Linked DNA regions of Pan troglodytes: region 1 is linked to region 2. The links are chromatin contacts, called in public capture Hi-C maps. All regions are on one chromosome and are shown on one strand. The core of a region is the stretch at or near the end of the contact, and the rest is flanking DNA. Distances in the headings are between cores, read along the strand shown.

The links. Capture Hi-C pulls out chosen DNA fragments and counts their contacts.
Region 1: a capture Hi-C map of stem cell-derived neural stem cells shows a contact between it and region 2, with 6 times the contacts expected there. The contact joins two enhancer-like sites. A contact is called at or near these places in 3 of 7 Hi-C or Micro-C datasets (blood, induced pluripotent stem cells and stem cell-derived neural progenitor cells) and 1 of 1 other capture datasets (stem cell-derived neural stem cells).

The regions. Positions count from the first base shown.
Region 1 is chr1:43,286,853-43,290,788 of NHGRI_mPanTro3-v2.0_pri, forward strand. SLC41A1 (solute carrier family 41 member 1) reads left to right here. Exons shown (of 11, transcript XM_016937334.3): 11 at 1,855-3,936. The coding sequence ends at 2,040. Among named protein-coding and RNA genes, the nearest start is that of RAB29, 16 kb to the right of the region's middle. Within about 2 kb of position 1,564, at least 7 of the 24 cell types and tissues checked have an H3K27ac peak or open chromatin away from gene starts, as enhancers often do. A contact at or near this core is called in stem cell-derived neural stem cells, where this site is marked.
Region 2 is chr1:43,101,996-43,106,065 of NHGRI_mPanTro3-v2.0_pri, forward strand. RAB7B (RAB7B, member RAS oncogene family) reads left to right here. Exons shown (of 6, transcript XM_016937348.3): 6 at 373-2,558. The coding sequence ends at 450. Among named protein-coding and RNA genes, the nearest start is that of RAB7B, 26 kb to the left of the region's middle. Within about 2 kb of position 2,121, at least 8 of the 24 cell types and tissues checked have an H3K27ac peak or open chromatin away from gene starts, as enhancers often do. A contact at or near this core is called in stem cell-derived neural stem cells, where this site is marked.

The DNA of each region.
Region 1 (3,936 bases), core at 314-2,813, 180 kb after region 2:
CCCAGCTTTAGAAAGGTTGTGTTCGGACATCTTGGCAGGGGCGGGGCTGAGAATCAGCCATATGCTGTTGCCCTGCCGCAGTTAGCCAAGCTGCCACATTCCGTTGCTAGTGGGTTCCAGTGCAGCACGTGGTGGGAAGATGGGGGTGGATATGCCAGGGGTCTGTGGTGGAGGTTTTCAGCTCATCCCTTGGCCTGAATTGGAAAGGATGAGCTTCAGTGCCATCACCCATGATGAATACCCTGGAGACATTCTTGCCTCTGCTGTCCTCTCTAGATCTGTGGAGGGCCAGAGCGTGACACTTGATCCCCTGTAAAGGCTCTTATTGATCCCTTTGCCACCTCCTCCCAGCTGTGTGTCCTGGGGCCTGCTCAAGAAGCTGGAATGTGAGGACAGCTGCTACCATTCCCTTCCTAGGGCATGTCCCAAAGGCCTCCTGGCCATGCTCTTTATTTGGGACCCTTCTGCAGCTGCTGGAAAGGGTGTGAAGTTATGGAAGGTAGGGGAGCCAAGGCCGTGGTAGCACAAGACAGCTGTGTGCAGAGCAAGGGAGAATGTGAAGAGTCATCTCTGGCTTCCTTGGAGAGAGGGCAGGATTCTCTCAGGCAGAGCCTAAAATTTAAAAAAAAAGAGAGAGAGGACAGGAGAGCAACCAAGATTGCCTAAAAATAGGTATCAGTTCTGGCTTCTGGATCCCTTAAGGGCTGTGGTTCCCGCATCTGGATCCCTTAGGGCAGAATTTTCATACCACAGTATTTACAAAGTATAGTCAAGGGTAAAACCTCCCAGATGACTGACTGTATTGGAGCTTGACCGTCAGAATCTGTTTCATTCTCACGCAGATGCAGTCATTTAGGGAGCCCAAATGTCAGGCACTGTGCAGATTCTAGGAGATTCAGGCCTGCCCCACCGTGGTATTCTAGATCAAGGGCATCGCCAACTTAAAAGCGCATGTAAATCTTGTTAAATGCGGACTCTGACTCAAGAGGTCCAGAGATTTTGCATTTCTAACAAGCACCCAGCTGTTGTTGATGCTGCTGGTCCTGGACCCACTAGCGAGATTCTGATCTGAGTCATTCTTAATTATCTGTATTAATAGAAGGTAAGCAAGAACACAGATAAAATCAAAGCCACAGATCATGTCAAATGTATTTTGAATTGGTATGCATTGTCTGCTTTATATTAATATTGAGGTGACTTATTCACAATTCAACTTTATTAGGACTAATGTTAAAATAAACTTGCATTCTTTGAGCCCAAACAATGGAAAAGAAATGGAATGAAAAGCCACAACAACAGAATGAAAAGGGTCAGGAGGAAGCCAGCTTTGGATGATCATCTGTTACTTAAGACAACCGCCAGCAGCAGCTTCAAACACTATCCTTATACCACTCTGCCTAGAGAAGACATCCCTTTAGGAAAAGCTGACTCCAGCAGCCAGCCCCCTGCCATGCTCCTGGAAAGGCCAACATGGCAGGAATTGGAGTAACCCCAGAATGAGGTGACCCAGAGTTAGAGGCAAGAGGGCTGAGTTTCTGCAACAAGTAGGATTTAGGTCAGGAAGCTCCTTGTTTGGTAAACTTGGGAGCAGAATATAATGCTGATGTGGGTGACCCTGGGTCGTAGCAGCATCTTCCTTTCTAAAGAGCTCTTATTGTGCTTGTTGTCTGCTCAAAGTGGTAATTGTGGGGTGGAGAAACACAGAGAGGTTGCTGGGGTGGAAAGAGGAAGATTAAAAAGTAAGGATTGTGGCCAGCCAAGCCTTGTGATGCACTGAATGGGTCTGATCATGTGGCCTCTGGCTCCCCCTGGAGAGAGAGGATGGCTATAGGCTGGGCCCTTTTGTCTCCCCAGGTGCTGATTCTCCTGTACATCGCAGACTGGATGGTGCACTGGATGTGGGGCCGGGGCCTGGACCCGGACAACTTCTCCATCCCATACTTGACTGCTCTGGGGGACCTGCTTGGCACTGGGCTCCTAGCACTCAGCTTCCATGTTCTCTGGCTCATAGGGGACCGAGACACGGATGTCGGGGACTAGCTTGGTCACTCAACATTTTCCCCATCCCTCTGCACTTTCTATTTGAAATTTTTCTTTTGTTCCCCTGTCCCTCCTCCACCCCACACTCCCACCTCTTTCTAGGACTTCACTTTGATACCAAATTCTCATTATTTTCAATGGGAATTTTTATACATTGAGCCAAGTTTGTATAGCAAGAATTTGGGAAACACAGATGGCCTGAGATAAGCAGTACAAGTAGGTTTTTGAGACAATCACCAAGTGCAGTTTCATGGTGGGTGCCTCCAGGTGATGTGGACTGGAGCAGGGGAGTTTTGTCTGGAATCTGGGGACATGGGGTTTGGCTTTAGCAACCTGTCTTGGCCCTAATGAGAAACCCTTTGTAAGTGGGCTCTGGATTTTTGGTTTTGTTTTCTTTTTATCTGTTTTGTTTTATTTTTGGTTTTGGTTGAACAGAGGGACAGAAGAATAAGTAACACTCCCAAACACAGACATACTTTTGTAGAAGTGGACCAACTTCAAAGCTCTGGACAGGAGACAGCTGCTCCAGGCCCCTGTGATCCCAGCTCTGTTCTCTTGCCCTCTGGACCTAAGCGTTCCCACTCGCAGAAAGAGTAAGGTGGACTGACTTTTCAATTTGTGCACATGCCTCTTGTTCAATGGCCTGGTCAACATCAACAACCCCTCCCTCTGATCATTTCCAGTTGATTGTCATATCCAGGAAAAAATGGAACAGTGCACTCTTCTCCCTGTTGACCCATGTCCACCTATTGGTTCCCCAAAATCCACATTCTCCCTGGGCCCAGATGACTTTGTCTCCCTGGGCCCAGATTCTTTGTCTCTCTTCAACCTTCATCTCAAATTGTCTCTAAGCACTACCTTCCCCAGAGCTTGCCAGGTTGGGTTTTGAGATTAGGGACAGGTCATGGGTATGTGGAGAATGGTTTGGAGGTTGAGGACAACCACAGGTGTCTCATTGCTGCCATTTCTCCTGAGGACATAATCACTTGTTCACCTTGGACCCTGTCACTTCCTAAAATTACTCATTCTGTCATGCCATAGAGGTCAGTTTTCCTCTTTCTTGGCTTCTACCCACAAACATTCACCAATCATTTATTCGTTCATTTAATATGCAGCCTCCGCAAGATGAGCTCTCCTGCAGACAAGCATGGTCTGAAACATTCTTTGAGCAATATTTATTGAGTGCCTACTATGTGTTAGGTACTGTGCCAGGCACTGATAAGCCAGTGGTAAGGGAAACACAGCTCTAACCTCACCTCATTCTCCAGGTTACAAAGGCCATGTGCCCCTTTGAATCTGGCAGAGAAAGTTTCCTCGTTGTAAGTATTTGCATCTACTTCAAGCCAGATTCTTCTGCCTCTTTCTCCTTTCCAGACCCCTACTCTGTGCAGTGCTGACCACAGCTAGAGCCACCGCCCCATTGCTCAACCAGTATTTATTTCCCTAAACGGCCCTTCCTCACATTCCCTTCCCTCCACCTCTCCTTACCAAGCACCCAAAAGAGGATTTAGAACTAGCAGGGTGGACATCATCTGGTTGTTTCTACTTTTCTCTGCCTAGCACAAAATTGGGAGAAAACTGGAGCCTCCATCCGCAGTCACACGTGTACAGATCTGGGGATTTGGATGTAGGCTTTTTCTAACTTCTCTCTCAGAAGCTTCTACAGAAACCCTTCGATCTGTAGCCTCAAGGGCCCACCTCCAATGGAAGGTTTAGGCAATGATCCTGTTTCTACAACACTGCACCTTATCCCAGGAACCTGCCCTAGACCTCCAGAGACCATATTTTCTCTCCCTCCATTTCTACCCAGACCTCCAGGCCTCCTTCTGGAATCATAGAACCGTAGAATTGGAAGGAATTTTAGAGGTTTTCTAGTTGGAGTTGTGTCCAACAGAA
Region 2 (4,070 bases), core at 871-3,370:
TGGGATATTTGCAGGAAGAGGTCTCCAGGAGAAATGAGGAGTGGCCGTCACCTCTCTGCCTAAGCCCAAATGACACCTCAGCTGTCCCCTCTGGAGAATGGAAAGTTATAGGACATGGCTGGAGGTCGGGAGACTTGGGCCGCTAATTCAGACACTGACCTGCTCTGGGCTCCTGGGAAGAGGCTGGAGGGGAGACACAGGGAAGAAGGAGGGTGGGGAACACCAGTGTCTTCCCTGTCTGGGCCTCAGTTTCCCAGAAGTATAATGGGGAGGAAACAAGAGCCCAGGCTCTGAGGCCCACTAAGAAATGAAGGGCGGGCGGTGCACTCTGTATCTCAGGACATGAATGCTGACCTCTCTTTCCTTCCCCAGTACCAGAGCATCTTAGAAAATCACCTCACAGAATCCATCAAGCTCTCGCCAGACCAGTCAAGGAGCAGATGCTGCTGACCTCCAGACGCCTGCTCTGGAAGCCCAGAAACAGAGCCTGCCCCGAGCCTGGTCACCCCAGGCTTGAGAACAGGTGACCATCCCCCTCCAGCCCCACTGCCTGCCCAAGCACAGCGCAGGGGGCCTAAGCTCTGCGGCAGCGCCCTTGACCCTGGTGCTGGGCCCAGAGTCAGAGGGCAGCCCCTGGCTCAGGCTGAGTATAGTGAGAGCGTCTGGATGAAGCCCGGAATGTCAGAGCCAAACCCTGGTCCTGAAGAAGTCACAGTTTCCGCAGTGGCTCCAGCTTTCCCCACCCATCCACCCCTCAAACACTCCCGCTCCAGAACACACATCTCCGCAGACCGGCCACTGACTGGAGTCTGGTTACATCCTCCTGTGGACAGACCTTCCTCACCCGCTCCCACCTCACACCCCTCAGCCACAAGCAAAGCTTTGGACAATGGCACAGCTCAGCCTCCTTCAACGAGCAGACTAAGGAGTAAAGGTCTGGACCCCACGTGCTGGGCCCACCTCAGCTCCTGGCAGAAGCTGTCGTGCCTGAGACCCCCTCTGCTCCCTCCAGGGTAGAAGACTGAGGGAGCACAGGAGAAGCCACAAGGGACCATGGCTCATTCCTCCTTGCTGGGTGCTCAGGCAACTCACATAAATCTCTGAGTCTCAATTTGTTTATCTGTCCTGTGGGGGTGAGATGTGCCTTGCCTGTATCACAGTGTGGTTTTGAGGACCAGAAGCTGTGCTTAAATCCAGTAGCTGTTGTCAATATGCATTTATTTACTTCTTTGACAAGTTTATTTTTGCGTATCTACTATGTACGATGCATTGAAGTCCAGTGACAAACAAAACATAGGGACTCTGCCCTCCTGGAGCCGATATCTGGTGAGGGAGAGACGCAGACTCTAGACAGATATTTCCAAATAGCAGGTAAGTGCTATAAACAAAGGGAAACAGGGTAATGGGATAGAGTGACAGGGGCTGGGATGAGTTGCTATTTTAGATGAAGTGGTCCAGGAGGGCTTCCCTGAGGAGGTGGCATTTGGTCTGAGGGCTAGAGAATGAGAAAGCAGCTGTCACCTGAGAGCTGGAGAAAGAACATTCCAGGGAGAGGGAGCATCAAGACCCAAAGCCCTGAGGCAAAAACAAGCTTGCCATTTTCCAGGAACAGTGAAAGGACATCCATTGACCTAATACTCAAAGCTGCTGTCCCAAAGACAAAGCAAAGGGGACCCAGCTCCCTTGGGTGGCTCCTAGATGCTCTGCTGCCTGACCACCAGAGGGCAGCAGTGCTCCTTCTCTTCCAGGCTGAGCAGAAAGTGGATGCTCATGAACGTTTTAGGAGCTGGGGTTTTGTCCTTCAGATGCTCAAAGCTTGTTCATGGGCTTGGAGGCATGTTTAGCCCTTTGGGATTTGTAAGGCAGAGAATTCCAATTTCTTAAGCCTAGTAAGAAATGAGCAAAAACTTCAATATATATGACTCAGGCAAGAAATCAGCATCTGTGGCAAATACTAGAATGAGATGCAAGAAAGCTCACTGCAAGGAGTCTCCATCCCTGCAGATTCCAAGGCTGGAATCTTTTTCTTCTGGCTCCAGACAGCACAGACAGGGCCTAGCCTGGAGAGGGTGGACAAGATGTCCTCTCAGGGTCTTCAATGGCCAAGCCCATGCCCACTGCAGAATCTTTCTGTCTACCCGTAAGTATCCTTTCCTGAGTTCCAGGCAGAGCTGGGGATGTTAGCCTATGACTGTCATCTGACTTGGAAGGTACACCTAGTGGTCGGGGGGAGGTCAGCAGGGGAGTTTGGGAGCCACTTCTCCCCCCACGTGGCTCTGGAGTGTGAACTGGCTCATTCTGGACACCAGCATGGAGCCAGCACGGGAACAGGGGGGCAGCCTAGAGCACAAGCTCTATCTGTGTCCTTCAGAGCTCCTGGGAAACATGATGCGCCCTCATGGGAATGGCATTTTGCATATCACACAGGCTGTCCTGGGAGTCAGGCAGACTGGATTGTCACGTGCGGTGTGCATGCAGCAGCTTGTGCACTGCAGTGGACCTGTGGACCATTTCTAAAGGTGCACAACAAATAATAAATGTGTCCTTCTTTGTTTTTATCTTTTGTGCGACTTAGATTTTATATTTTTAAAAATACATCTACGTGGTTCGACATGAAAAAGATACTAAAGGGCAGACAACTAAAAGTGAACTGAGACTGGCTACATAATTTACAGAACCCGGTGCATAATGGAGATGCCGGGTCTCTTGTTCAGACATTATTGAGTTTCAAGACAGCAACAACAGAGCCTTCGATCAAGGATGGGCCCCACTGAGGGCAGGTCACTCATTCATGGAATCAATCCTTAGCAAACAATGAGTCTCAGACACACTGAAGCTAGAATGGAAAAGATTCTGAGTCTGCAAGAGCCAGAGCCATGCTCAGATTCAATACGAGTTCCAAACCACACATTTTGCACCTTCTTCAGACTCAGGAGCCAGGACAGAATGTTCCAAAGGCAGGGTGGGGATTGCAGGGGCTGAGAACCCACAGCATCCGTTCTGTCACAACCAGGGGACACCTTGACCCATCCCCCAGGCAGAGGAAACTGAGCCAACAATCAGGGCCACATAGAGGTCCTCCCTACGCACCACCCCCCATCCCACTCCCACCCTGCTCCCAAGTCTGGGACTGGCCCTCAGTGTCCACCCCAACAGGTATAGGAATTGGCAGAGGGAGGCAGCATCTGGAGGCTTTGACTTCAGGCCGGGACAAGTGGCACCCACTGGAGCCTGGTTGGGGGTGTACAGGCAGCGCTTCTGGGGTCCTTCATCACCATCCCTGTAAAGAAGAGGGCCAGGATGAATAAGACCACCCCGTGCCCCGCACAGCCCCACTGCGAGGCACAGCTCCAGGCTGCCACTGAGCAACAGATAATCCAGGCCAGGGCTCTGGGTGGCACACGCCCTTGGGCCTTGGGAAAAAACAAAACCAAATCTTATCACCAAATAAACCTGGGCTGGGCCTGGGTGGGTGCCAAACCGCCCACGGGGATTTTGGGAAATGCTGACTGTTCCTGCCATTTGCTCCCACTCAGCAGAAGTCCCCAACCCTCACTGAGTGTTTGGTGGCCTGTCCTGTCCACCAGCCACAGGCAACGCCTCAAGCAGGTCCCTGCAAGGTCAGGCACCAGGCAGCACCCATGGCGTGGGAGTCCTGGGACCGCACAGTCCAATGGGGTCCACAAAACAGTCACGCCGGCAGTGACACCGGACTGGCTGAGAGGTGTGTGGCAGCCTAGCCGTGACAGTGGGCTGTGCGCACTCCGGGAGGCTCCCTAGGTGCGATGGGGATGGGCCAGGCTAGGCAGGAAGTTGAACTCCTGCAGAGGGTCAATGGCCCGTACCAAGATTGTGTACGTGTCTGAGGGTGGTGTGTGTTGTGTGTGGAGGGTGGGTGGTATGTGGTATGTGTGTGTCTTTGATGTGTCTGTGTGTGTGTGTGGTATGTGTATGGTGTGTGGTATGTGTGATGTATATGTTCTGTGTGTACAGTATGCTGTGCGTTTGCGGTATGTGTGTGGTGTGTGTGTATGATGTGTGTTTGTATGTGGTGTGTATTCGTGGGGTCT